Linked DNA regions of Hordeum vulgare: region 2 is linked to region 1. Evidence: chromatin contacts called from public Hi-C data. All regions are on one chromosome and are shown on one strand. The core of a region is the stretch at or near the end of the contact, and the rest is flanking DNA. Distances in the headings are between cores, read along the strand shown. Region 1 holds the start of LOC123441833. Region 2 holds the start of LOC123440117 (protein PLASTID MOVEMENT IMPAIRED 2-like).

Region 1 (2,700 bases), core at 161-2,660:
AGGGGTGGGGCCCGGCCTGCCCCCGCGACGCCATGATGGCAAGGCGTATAGCGCATGTCAGAACACCGCTACCGCACAGAGCATAGCGCATATGCATTGGTCGCTACCGGAAAGGGTTAACTATGTGAAATAGTTTCATAAGCAGTTATTATCTGGATTTGTTTCGCCTACGGCTTATTTTTGTCTATTTTACTGTTTTTAAAGGTGTTCATATGATAGGATGTATGTATGTGCGTTAATATGAATGAATGCAGGTGTCTATGTATGGGTGTCGTCATCTGTACTGTCTTGGAAGAAAAAAAAAAGGCATGGAACTTTTGAAGTTTCTTAGAAGAGTGGTTTTCTTTGTGCGGTCGTAATCACAGTGATGCACCGATGCCTGCCAGCCAATTAGTTTTTCGTGTTGTGCAGTACTTTGGCCATTCATTGCCAATGCTGCCGTCCCCGTCGATGAAGGCCTGAGAGTAAAGTAGCGAGAGCAGGGCTTCGCTTTGGTTGCAGCTGAGCAGAAGCAAAAGGTAGGAGGGCCCTGACCCTCATCTTAAGGTACTAGTAGGTGACACTGTGACACTGACAAAATAAAAGCGAGCGCCGGCCACCAGCAGGCAGCAGCCCAGCAACGTGGACAGAGACGCCGGTGGCAGAGCGAACGGCCTCGTGCCGGGCACCGCGGGCCACACACACATGCTCCCGTCCCGTATCGTCTCTCGTGCCCTCCCCGGCGCCCACCGTGCGGCTACGTCCAGTCCCACAACCACAGTCCCAAAATAATGCTTCATTAATCTGTATGCACACCTGGAACGGATTTGAGCGTCTTGACCAAGTTTCTCAGTGGCTGACTGCGACTGAATAGCGCGTCCTACCAGACAAAATATCCCGGGCAGGCACTACCACCATCCGATCAGATCATACTTTACTTTTGTTCGATTAATAAGAAAGGAAGATCTTGCAACTGTGATGCTTCGCCAACAGCTGTCCTTGTCCCACTTAACCATCTTTCGGTTCGCAAATTAAATAAAAGAGACCCGGACCCGAACAACACCTTAATCAATCTCTTAAGACGAATAGTCCGATGAAATGACTCGAGGTCGGCTCAGTGGCTACCCTAGCGTTAGCTTCCTTTCGAATTATTTATCTCCTATACCAGTAACCAACGGCAAAATGATAGGGAAAAAATTAAACGGCGAAAGCGAACGGGGAGAGGAAACCACACGAGACGCTTTTGCGAGCACCACAATTTAAATCCGAGGGAGGGAGCAGACAAAGTTTCTCGAGAGAGAGGGAGAGAGTTTCCTCCCTCCCACGACCCGCACCCGCACCCGCCCGTGCCACCCACAACACCACACCACGCCACCCCACGCCTCCCGTTCGAATCTCTCGCACGAAACCCAGAAGCCAAGGACAAGTGAATGGCCGCCGCCGAGCAGGAGGCGGACGCGCGCAAGAAGCCGGCGGCAGGGAAGCGGTGGGACGGCGCGCGGGGACGCGACCGCGACGCGTCGCCGGCGGCGCCGCGCGAGGACGCCGGGAAGGAAGGGGCGCTGGCGGAGTGCGCCGTCTCGTGCTGCGTCTTCTGCGCGTGCCTGCCGGTGGCCGTGCTCTGCTGCGTGGCGCGCGCGCCCGTCCGCGCCGCGCGCCGGTGCTGGCGGCTCAGGCGGCGGAGGCCCGCGCGGCGCCTCGCGCCGGGAGGCTCGTCGTCCTTCTCCGACGCCGAGCTCGGGGACCTCCGGCAGGGGCGGGTGCGGACAATGGCCGACGAGGACGGATCGCCGCCGCCGCCGCCGCCTCCGCGGCAACCGCCCCCTCGGGATCGGGAGGAGGACCGGAGGAGGTAGCGAGTTGGTTAGTTAGCCTGGTTGATTTTTCGCCGGCCCAGTTTTGCTGTGATCTGCCGAGTAGGATGAGCCGTTTCGATCTGCCTCCGGCCCTCTCTCTTTTTTTTCGCTTTCCTTCCTTCTCTTTCTCGCCGTCGATTAGCTCACGCCGATGATTAGCCGGAAATTTCGGCAATGAAGCAAGGTCGCTGCCCAGGACGCAGCACCACATTACCTTGTCCAGATTTTTCAGTATAGACTAGTAGATGATTTATCCCCGCAAAAGAAACAGGGTGGTGATTTATTGATTTGACGGTTGCACCAAAAACAAAGCCGCATTACTATCTTCTTATGTCTCCGATCACCATCAGGTTCTGCCCTAGAAACACAACACTGGTAGGATGGTATCACAGGATTTATCTCGTGGCAAGCTGGTGAACCGCGAGTCGGCAGGAACTGGTGCCTCACCACAACACTGTAGGAGAAAAATGATCCGTTACAAGTGGTCAAACATGCGAGCCCTTATTAAACAGCATTTTAATTCTCTCTTTCAGTGAGAGGCCACTGTAATTAGTACTGGTATTAAAAAAGGGGGTGTCTGACACGGCAAGCAGTTAACTCTATATGTATTGCCATCCCCACGTGGACGATCAGGATGAGTGTGTTAAAGAAACTAACTGCCTGCCGAAAGGTGCTCCAGCAGAATCCAATCCTTGATTCGGAGCATTGGGACAATTCCAACTTTCTTTTTGCGGGCGGGGCAACTCCAACCGATCACCAAATCATCCGTAAGAGTATGTCTAATAGAGCCCTTAAATCCTAAAAAAAACAGAAATAACCGTAGAAGTAAGGATTGAGGGACAAAATCTACCCCAACCCTCACTTT
Region 2 (2,700 bases), core at 8-2,507, 340 kb before region 1:
GTCTTCCAGCTTGGCCTCCAGCTCCCTCGCGCGGCTCACCTCCCTGCGCGCCTCCTTCACCTTTGCCCTGGCGGCCTCGATCTCCCTAGCGAACCGCTCTGCCTCGGCGACGTGCTGGGCCTCCAGCTCGCGGCGCTCCCGCTCGGCCTCGATGCGCGCGAGCTCCACCAGGACGTGCTCCTCGTTGGCCTCGTCCACGCGCCGCTTCATCTCGTCGGCGGCCTGCAGGTTGGACTGGATCTTGCACACCGTCGCCACGACGTCGCTCTCGGCCTTGGCCTTGGCCTCCGCCGCGGACTTCACCTCCAGCTTCAGCTTGCGGAGCTCCCTCTTGACGCGGTCCAGCTCTTGCGACACCTCCGCGTACTGGGCGTCCGATGCCTCCTCGGCGCCATTCTTCCGTGCCCACGTTGCTTGCAGTTGCAGCCCTGACCTCTGGGACGTCGCCTTGGCCTTGGTCTGGTCGATTTGCCGCTCCAGCTCCTTGGCCATGGCTCGTGCTCTCGACAGCTCCGACTCGGCGCCGGCTCGCTCGTTATCCACGGACGCCTTGCGTTCGTTCAGCTTGTCCATGTCGGATTTCGCTACTTGTCTCATTTCAGAGGACAGTTTCTGCATACAACAAGGTAGATATGAGCGACAATCAAACATTACTACTAAACTACTTGATGGGATGGCAAGAAACAGGGAAGATAATGTCAAGTCTTCCATGGATTTCGGAATTGAAAGAGTACCTCTTGAGCTCTGTTCTTGTCTGCCTTTCTCCCACTTATGCTCTCGCCAAAGATGCTCATTGTGGCTCTCACTGATCCACCATCCATGGTAGCCTCCATTGTGCTCCAAATGACGCAACCTAGCAACAAGAGTATACAAGCTACTAGTATATCCTCACCAGACAAATTTGTAGGTTCACAGCGACACAGACGATTGGAAATGCTTATTTGGTTGGAGGGGGAAGAAGTTGCAAAGGGCAGAGGGGAATTTATGTGCTGCTAAACGAGGACAAGTGTTTCAGCCTCAGCTCTATCCTTGTTGGCAGGACTCGGAGGAGCTCACTACCACACAACACGACTGCTCCCGTTTTATCCACCTCGTCCTTGTCCCTGCCTCCCATCACGTTTTGCTAATATTGTCTCTAGCAATTAGTAGCTGACAGCTCCCTCTCAATTTAACTCGCCGTTTCGCTTGTACTCCCTCTGTTTCTTTTTAATCCGCATATAAGATTTTAATCAAAGTCAAACTTCATAAACTTTGACTAAATTTATGGAATAAAATATCAACATTTATAATATTGAATCAATGTTAGTAGATGCCCCATAATATTAATTTTCATAACATATAGTTTAGTATTATAGATGTTGATATCTTTTAATATATATATGATTAAACTTTGTATCACTTGACTTTGATCAAATCTTATATCAGACTAAAAAAACAAAGGGAGTACAACTACTTCTGTGGGGCTTTGGTGTAAAAAGACAATGGGATTTTTGGCGATGTCTTTTGGCCACATAAGTTGCAAGTGGCTCGTGTTGCATTACGTCGATCGGACAACTGCTGTATTTCGAAGGTAGACTTTTTTCGATTAAGAAAATATATTAACTAATATCTGTGATATATCAATGGGACCGGCTAGTGGTTAGTCGACTGAAAGTAAATTTTGCGTCAGTCAACTGACCACAAACACGATTCAGTCCATATGTGCGTAGGAACGCTTCTTACTGTAGGCGGAACATCACGTCCATGGCACGATGCATGCAGCTAGCTAACATGAGACAGCTATGATAGTTAGTTACTGCTTGTCCATTGCACGGAACATCCAGCACATTTGATTATAATAATACCTATAATATACTACTAATAAAAAAAGGTATTTTTAGTCTGTTATTAAACTTGGCTATGAAAAATTGGCTAATCCCCAGACTGACGCACCATCAGAATAGAATCAACCAAAACAAATTGAGGAATTAAGATCCGCCAGGTGCACCTGGCAGGCGAGTCGAAGGTCATCGCATAGATACAGGCGTGCTTCGTACCGCCGCCGGATATGCGGACGCCGAAACCCGTCATTCAGCGGTGCCGCAGGCCTGCAGAGGCTTATTCCACTAACTGGTCGCTCCTGGAGGGAGGCAAGGTCGTCAGTGGAAGGGGAGGTGTGCACGTGAGGATGAGGTCGCTGGGGGATGCAATGCCGTGGGGAGAAGAAGTCGCATGGGTGTTGCAAGACTCTCGGAAGAGGTGAGGTTGCAAAGGGGAGATCAAGGTAGGAGGAGCTAGCAGGCAGCTAGGAGCAGTGTTTCATGGCCGTGACCATGATGCGAGAGGGCACAAACAACGGGGCTGAGGGTGCAGGAAGACTGTTCATTGCTAGCAATTTGGATAGAGGGCTACACTACGGCTCTGCCTGCGGCTGCTTTTCTCTTGAAGTTGCGGTGTTGCGATTGCTTGCTGTGGCACGAACAGACAGAGTGAGAGGGAATTTTAGAGAAAAAAATAACGTTGTTTTGGGTCATGTCGTTCTTGCTTGTTCAGTGCTACTACTGGATGGAGAGAGATACCGACTAGAAGTTGATGTTGCTCTACGCACTGATTCCAATTACTTCCTTTCATTTTTCATGCATATCAACTTATGAGAATATTGGAGATAACATATCCACATTCTTCGAGAGTTTAAATTGATATTGTTGAAAACAATTTCTT

The links. Hi-C and Micro-C count contacts between places; a contact is called where the count stands out from the background.
Region 2: a Hi-C map of leaf shows a contact between it and region 1, with 4 times the contacts expected there. The contact joins the promoter of LOC123440117 here to the promoter of LOC123441833 in region 1. A contact is called at or near these places in 3 of 6 Hi-C or Micro-C datasets (leaf and seedling).

What each region holds. Positions count from the first base shown.
Region 1 is chr3H:442,564,833-442,567,532 of MorexV3_pseudomolecules_assembly, reverse strand. It overlaps LOC123441833, which reads left to right and starts at 1,410. Exons shown (of 1, transcript XM_045118045.1): 1 at 1,410-2,142. The coding sequence starts at 1,410. The coding sequence ends at 1,835.
Region 2 is chr3H:442,906,629-442,909,328 of MorexV3_pseudomolecules_assembly, reverse strand. It overlaps LOC123440117 (protein PLASTID MOVEMENT IMPAIRED 2-like), which reads right to left and starts at 1,257. Exons shown (of 2, transcript XM_045116696.1): 1 at 735-1,257; 2 at 1-612. The coding sequence starts at 833.